2 separate regions of the Sus scrofa genome follow, and region 2 is linked to region 1. Evidence: chromatin contacts called from public promoter capture Hi-C data. All regions are on one chromosome and are shown on one strand. The core of a region is the stretch at or near the end of the contact, and the rest is flanking DNA. Distances in the headings are between cores, read along the strand shown.

What was found. Promoter capture Hi-C pulls out the DNA fragments that hold promoters and counts their contacts.
Region 2: a contact with region 1 is called in a promoter capture Hi-C map of liver, with 3 times the contacts expected there. The contact joins the promoter of PAQR8 here to the promoter of MCM3 in region 1. A contact is called at or near these places in 2 of 5 promoter capture datasets (fetal liver and liver) and 8 of 47 Hi-C or Micro-C datasets (blood, embryonic fibroblasts, epiblast stem cells and 3 more).

Annotation. Positions count from the first base shown.
Region 1 is chr7:46,102,730-46,106,554 of Sscrofa11.1, forward strand. MCM3 (DNA replication licensing factor MCM3) reads right to left here and starts at 1,696. Exons shown (of 17, transcript XM_001924813.6): 1 at 1,492-1,696; 2 at 143-255. The coding sequence starts at 1,569.
Region 2 is chr7:46,226,227-46,229,861 of Sscrofa11.1, forward strand. It overlaps PAQR8 (progestin and adipoQ receptor family member VIII), which reads left to right and starts at 2,252. Exons shown (of 1, transcript NM_213740.1): 1 at 2,252-3,635. The coding sequence starts at 2,272. The coding sequence ends at 3,336.

The DNA.
Region 1 (3,825 bases), core at 446-2,945:
GAGCAGGTGAGGTACTAAGGGCTTCTAGGTCAGAAACATTTCATCCAGATCCTCTGCTGGGAAGTCTACTCCAATCCAATGAAGAGAAGGGAGCCATTCTGACTCAGGGCCAGGATGTGGCGGTGGACACCTAGCCACTCACCGGTTAGCCCTCTTCTCATTCTTCCTGCGAAGGTCATTCACATTGACAATCAAGCGGTACTGGTTGTCACTGATCAGCTCCCGAACTTTGCTCTGATAAATTCCCTGATCTTCCTGCAAAAGAACCACCACATGTCACAACGGCCACAAATTCAAATATATGATGCTTTTAAACAGAGGCAGCTCTCACAGCAAGATAAATATATCAATCTCTGCAGCAGAGGTGAATCCCAGTTCCTCCCACATTTTCACTCACTAGTCTCACATTCCAAAGACACCTAAGAGACCAGTGTATGAATTATGACTTCCTCAAGACCCATGCTGTAATTCCTATTATCACCAATAGCTCTTCTGTGTGCAGTCATTTCACAACCTTTACTGGGGAATTAAGGACAAGTTAAGGGGAAGGAATAAAGTAGGTGTCTGGGATTAACAGATACATACTAATATATCTAAAATAAACAAGGACCTACTGTATAGCCCAGGAACCATACTCAATCTTATAATAATGTCTAATGAAGAGGAATCTGAGAAAGAATATATATATATGTGTATATATACACACACACACTCATATATAAAACAGAATCACTTTGCTATACACCTGAAACACAACACTAAGTCAACTAGCCTTCAATGTAAAAAATATTTAAAAACTAAAAAAAAAATTTAAAAAGAACAAGTAAAATCCTTGTTAAAATGCAAATTAAACAGACTTTTAATACTCAAAGTGACTTTTCGTTGCAGAATTTTGTCTGGAATTACTTTATTTCCCCAATCATCTGCATAATATAGAGTTCCCATATCCGGACATTCGCAAACAGAGCACTATCAACCCTTCAAGACGCTTTAAACAACATTCTGTGGCTGTCAATCTTAAACTGCATACAAACCCCCCTTATTTGCACGCCAACACTATTTCTCTCCGTCCCAAAAGGTAGGGAAAAAGGAACGCGGCCAAATAAGGGAGTCGTTTCCTCCGGCAGGAAAGTCAGCCACTAAAACCTGGGGACCCTATAAGTCTGCAGGTCACTACCATCACCGTTCTCCAGCGGTCCTTCCCCGACCCTCCCTCCAAATTAAGAGAGCAGGGAGTGAAAAAAGTCAGCGTGGCCTTTGCACTTGGTTTGCGCTTGGAGGAAACCTGCGCCTTTCGCGAGACCCGGCCATCATTTGTACTCTGCAAAGCCACAGGATTGCTCTCAACCACAGACTCCGCTGCCAGAAAGGCTACAAGATCAGGGCGGAAGGTCCCTAACCTCCGTCCCGCCGCCGCAGCCTGGAGCTCCGCGGTCTCCCTCGGCCTCAGTGCGGCCCCCGGGGCTCCTGGACCACCCAGCCCTCCCTTACCTCGTCGTCCAGGAAATCCAGGTAGTCTCTCTGCGCCTCTCGCAGCTCCACATCTTCCAACACCACGGTCCCGGCCATGCTCGCTGCTAAGGAACTCCTGCCAGCGGAGCCGCGCGAAAGAGCCTAGCGTAGCCCCGCCCCGGCGCGAAAACCTCTCTACTTTTCCCGCCAACAAAAGTAACCCCAAGGAAGGGGTGGGGTATTTGGGAGGATATATACACTCTGATTGGCTGGTTATTCCTACGCGAGAACAGCGAGTATCCAATCGAGGACGGCTTCTTCTCTAGGTTTTCTCTGCGGCTCCTCCGAGTGGCGGGAACTGTGCTAGCCGGGCCCCTCCTTACTCCACCTTTACTGACAGGAAAGCTGACCAATGAGATGAGAGGAGGCTCGCAGAGCCTGCTCCTTGGGCAGCCGGAGAGCCAGCGAGACCTGAAGCGCTGCCTTCTGGGAGTCGTAGTCGTCCCTCTTTTTCCTCAATGTTTTACCGGGTGTTTTCTGGTTGCGGTTCCCCGACCTGCCACTGAGTGAAACTCGGCCCGGCGATTGGACTGAAACTAGACTAGACGTCAGAGAATGTGAGTTTAGCATGCAGGGAGAAAAAAACACAAAGGCAAACCGTTTTTAAAATATATCCAATATATATCAGTTGTGCTATAGATAGGTTTTTCAAACGCCCTCTAGTGGCATTCGGGGAAAAAGTGAATTTCGAGAATCTAGGGTGGAGAATAGAATCACAGCATCTTTGGGAGAGGTTCTTTAGTTCAGCAACTCATTTGCTATCTGAATACCGTGGCCTGAAATACCCCACAAAAATATTAGGCCGCGGAAGAGAGGAACGTGAAAGAAAAATTTTCGCGACGTTTCCCCACCCCCACCCCAGATGACCTCGTGTTTTGTAAGAAATTATGGACGTAATTACTACACCATCCTACTCGCAAATGGGTAAGTTAAAGTCTTTCTCGCCTTATGAGAAGTTCACAAAATCTTTTTTAAAAACTTAGCTTATGGAAAGGTAATTAAATAGAAGGAGAAACAAAAGGTGTTTCACGCCACTCTTAAGTTTCAGTCATTAATTAAAACAGCAAATCTGAAATTATAAACAATTAAAAGACCGATTGCATATCGCAGGAGGTTTTTTTGGTTTGTTTTCTTTTTAGTCTTTTGCAGTTTGTTTATATTTTGGGGGTTTTTTTGAGGTAAAATGCACAAATCTTACATCCATTTCAATGAATTTTTTGATGTGTACACCCTTGTAACCACTGAATGCACAAGGAGCAGTCCCATTGCCCTTAATTTCAGTGCACAGGACTAAACACCTGATAATTCTATATCTGAAATTTCAGTTAACTAATCATGTTTTAAGGTTTCCAGGATTCACTATGCCCTGCTAAGTATTTTAAGTATAATCTGCCTAAACAAAATTTCTATGCCATCTATTTGTATGTATGTATTATTTAGTTGTTATAGTTTATACTTTAGTTATCATGTTTATAGTTACCGTATGTTTTGTGTCATCCTAGGGAGCAGATATATAGATCCTTACTCAAAGGGAAAAGGCCTTTATCTGGCTGCTTGCTTTTGTTTATATTAATAGGCAAAAAAAAAGAAAGAGGAATTCTAGATAAGGCACCTACTTGTAATTATATATTACTTATTAACTTGAAAATGCCTTTATCACTTGATCATAACTGTATTTTATGAATATAATGAAGGCAATGTTGACAATATTATCTGCTCTGGAAACAGCTTGAAATAAACACTAAAAGAACCAGGAAGTTTCGTTCACACAAGTAAAGAAATCAAGTCATTTGCAATAGAAAGTCCAGAGAGATAAAAATATGAAAACCAAACCTTTGATTCAAACATACTTTTCTATGAGCTTTAATTTCCTCATATAAAGATGAAAATCCATTCTGACAGTGCATGAACTTATGGCAAATTTGAAAACTGTAAAAAAAGAAAAAAATCCATTTAGAATTAATCCTGGATAAATTCTAGATGAAGACTTGATTTGCCTTAATGTCATTATCTTCAGCCATAAGGGACATTCAGTTATTTATTTGTTAGAACATGAGATCTTTGAGCAGAGAAGTGTGTTTCCTTTGCTATCCCCTGCTCCTCCAAACTGTAAGAAAGGACAATCAATCAGGTTGTTGCTAAAAAATTAAAACAATAAAAGTTGGGGGCGTTTGTACGTATCTCATACAGAGTCAAGCTGAGTCATGGCCCTCCTCTACTCTTTATTCAGGATGAAGTAGCATATGTAACCTGATCAAGCAATGCATCTGGTTTCCATTTTTGCGTACATTCTTGCCTTCTGTCTGTATCCCA
Region 2 (3,635 bases), core at 1,002-3,501, 120 kb after region 1:
GAGCCCACACCCCAGTGATAAAAGAGCAGCAGTATTTGACCCTCTCTGAGCACCCCGCCTGGCCAGACAGAGTTCTCAGCACTTGATTGTTTAGAGTCTCCCATTTAACCATCACAACAACCCATCCGGGATGTGCGGCTCACCCAGTTTACAGACGAGGGGACTGAAATTCAGCAAGGTCTCTGACAGGTCCAAGGTCACCCAGGGAGGGGCTACCCAAGTGCTGGCCTCCAGGCCTCCTGGAAGTTTTTCACATTTTTTTTTTGTGTGTGTGTGTGTGTGTGTGTCTTTTTAGGGCCACACCTGCAGCATATGGAGGTTCCCAGGCTAGGGGTCTAATCAGAGCTGTAGCCGCCAAGCTGCATCTGTGACCTACACCACAGCTCATAGCCACGCCGGATCCTTAACCCACTGAGTGAGGCCAGGGATTGAACCCGCAACCCCATGGTTCCTAGTTGGATTCATTTCCGCTGTGCCACAACAGGAACTCCGAAGTTTTTCACATTTAATTCTTTCCATGCCCTACATGTTTGACTGGATGAGGTATTTTTTTTCTCTTTTGACATTAAGTGTGCATAGGAAGATTACATTTTCTCTGCAAAGAAACACTTGCCTTGTCCTCAGGCGAAAGGCTCTGAAGGAAGGGGGCCATTTGAATCCACTGGGTTTGGAACTTTTCTGAAGCAAAGGAGTTTGGGAAATAAGAAGTACAGAAGTTATCTGAGAGTTCTCATTGTGGCTCAGCAGGTTAAGAACCTAACTAGTATCCATGAGGATGTGGGTTCGATCCCTGGCCTCACTGAGTGGGTTAAGATCTGGAGTTGCCATGAGCCGTGGTGTGCAGACATGGCTTAAATCCAGTGATGCTGTGGCCATGGTATAGGCTGGCAGCTGCAGCTCCAAATCAACCCCTATGCTCGCAACTTCCATATGCTGAGGTTGTGGCCCTAAAAAGACAAAAGAAATTATCTGTAGCTATGCTAAAATCCCATTGCTTTATTCAGCAACTTCACGTGAAATTTTGCAGCTATTTTATGAATTCTTTTTTTTTTTTTTTTTTTTTTTTTTTGCCTTTTCCAGGGCCACACCTGCGGCGAATGGAGGTGCCCAGGCTAGGGGTCCAATCGGAGCTATAGCCACCGTCCCACTCCAGAGCCACAGCAACGCCAGATCTGAGCTGTGTCTGTGACCTACACCACAGCACCCGGCAACACCAGATCCTTAACCCACTGATCGAGGCCAGGGATCGAACCTGCAACCCCATGGTTCCTAGTCGGATTCGTCAACCACCGAGCCACGATGGGAACCCCCAGAAATATTTTGTTGAATAATCCCTGTGCTCCTCTGGCTCCTCTGTCACCTAAAAATCCCAAGTGCAAGTTAAACATTTTTGAGGCCTGAAATTTATCCTGTGTGCCCAGGAGAGGCATGCCCAAAACTACTTGCTTTCCAGAGCATAATTTAAAATTAAAAAAAAAAAAATCCACAATCTTCATAATTAGATGTTAGGTTAAATTCAGGTCACGTGTAATTTGGTTTAACTGATCAAATATTTCCCAGAATATGTTTTGGTCTTTACCAACTAGATTGATGATTCACTTGCCTGTCTTTACTTTGAGGTGCAAGTTGCTATTGCTTAGCTCAGATTTTCAAGCTCCCAGTGAAATTCATGGATAATTTACAACTAGGTGCTCAAGAAATGTAGGCTGTCATTAGTAATGTCAATATCGATAATTTTTATATTTCAATATATAATACTGCAATAATTAGCTGTAATTATCATGCTGTATGTAAGATCCTCAGAATGATTTCATTTTATAACGGAATAAACTGGAACTTCTTATCCTTTGACCAGTATCTCCCCATTTCTTCCACCTGCTGGTAATGATCACACTGTTGGAGTCTGTCTGATGATTACGTTGTCATATCATCTAGCAAATGCCAACACTCTAAAGGTACCCTTACTAACCTTCTAGATGTCATTAAAATGGGGGTGGCTAATATTCCCATTTTATAAGATGTGACTTGGTCTCATGCTGTAGTGGGTAGGAGAAACAAAATCAGAATATCAGGGCAGTCAAGGATCTTGGTCCAACTCTTCTTCTACATAGGGAAAAAAGAAAATGAGGCCCAGAGAAGCTGTCTGCAGTCCCCCGCCTCCCCCGCTGCACTAGAAAACCCGTAGCTCTCTCAGCGGGGCGCCCCCCCCCCCAACCGCATCTTTGCCCATCATCTCATTCTGTTTCCCGTAGGTTGTATCCTTGTACAGCCATGACAACCGCCATCCTGCAGCGCCTAAGCACCCTGTCGGTGAGCGGGCAGCATCTGCGCCGCCTGCCCAAGATCCTGGAGGACGGGCTGCCCAAGATGCCTGGCACTGTGCCCGAGACCGACGTGCCCCAGCTCTTCCGGGAGCCTTACATCCGCGCCGGGTACCGCCCCATCGGCCACGAGTGGCGTTACTACTTCTTCAGCCTCTTTCAGAAACACAACGAGGTGGTCAACGTGTGGACCCACCTGCTGGCGGCCCTGGCCGTCCTCCTGCGGTTCTGGGCCTTCGTGGAGACCGAGGGCCTGCCCTGGACCTCTGCTCACACCCTGCCCCTGCTCCTCTACGTCCTGTCCTCCATCACTTACCTCACCTTCAGCCTGCTGGCCCACCTGCTGCAGTCCAAGTCCGAGCTCTCCCACTACACCTTCTACTTCGTGGACTACGTGGGCGTGAGCGTGTACCAGTACGGCAGCGCCCTGGTCCACTTCTTCTACGCCTCCGACCAGGCCTGGTACGAGCGCTTCTGGCTCTTCTTCCTGCCCGCGGCCGCCTTCTGCGGCTGGTTATCTTGCACCGGCTGCTGCTACGCCAAGTACCGTTACCGCCGGCCCTACCCGGTCATGAGGAAGGTCTGCCAAGTGGTGCCCGCGGGGCTGGCCTTCATCCTGGACATCAGCCCCGTGGCGCACCGCGTGGCCCTGTGCCACCTGTCTGGCTGCCAGGAGCAGGCCGCGTGGTACCACACCCTCCAGATCGTCTTCTTTCTGGTCAGCGCCTACTTCTTCTCCTGCCCAGTTCCGGAGAAGTACTTTCCCGGTTCCTGTGACATCGTGGGCCACGGCCATCAGATCTTCCACGCCTTTCTGTCCATCTGCACACTCTCTCAGCTGGAGGCCATCCTCTTGGACTACAAGGGGCGACAGGAGATCTTCCTGCACCGTCACAGTCCCCTGTCCATCTACGCCGCCTGCCTCTCCTTCTTCTTCCTGGTGGCCTGCAGCGGGGCCACTGCAGCCCTCCTGCGGGAAAAAATCAAGGCCAGACTGAGCAAGAAGGATTCCTGAGGCCAGAGGGTGGGGCGAGGTGTGGAGGCAAATAGGAGTTGACTTTTCGTTTTTAAAAGCAGGCTTTTAAATAGGTACATATTTCCAAGGATGGCTATGGCTCGCGAAGAGTTTTATTGTTATGGTTGTTAATGAAAGGAGCATTCCTTTTCCTTCGGGGCCATAGCCTTCCCAGACAGGAAGGGAAGGGACCTTGGCAAAGATTCAGCAGACACTAAATTAAGAACCATCTACATGCCTGAAAATTCAGTGGACTTCTGACTGCAACCTCCAGGAGCAAACCCCAGACCAAAGGGGTC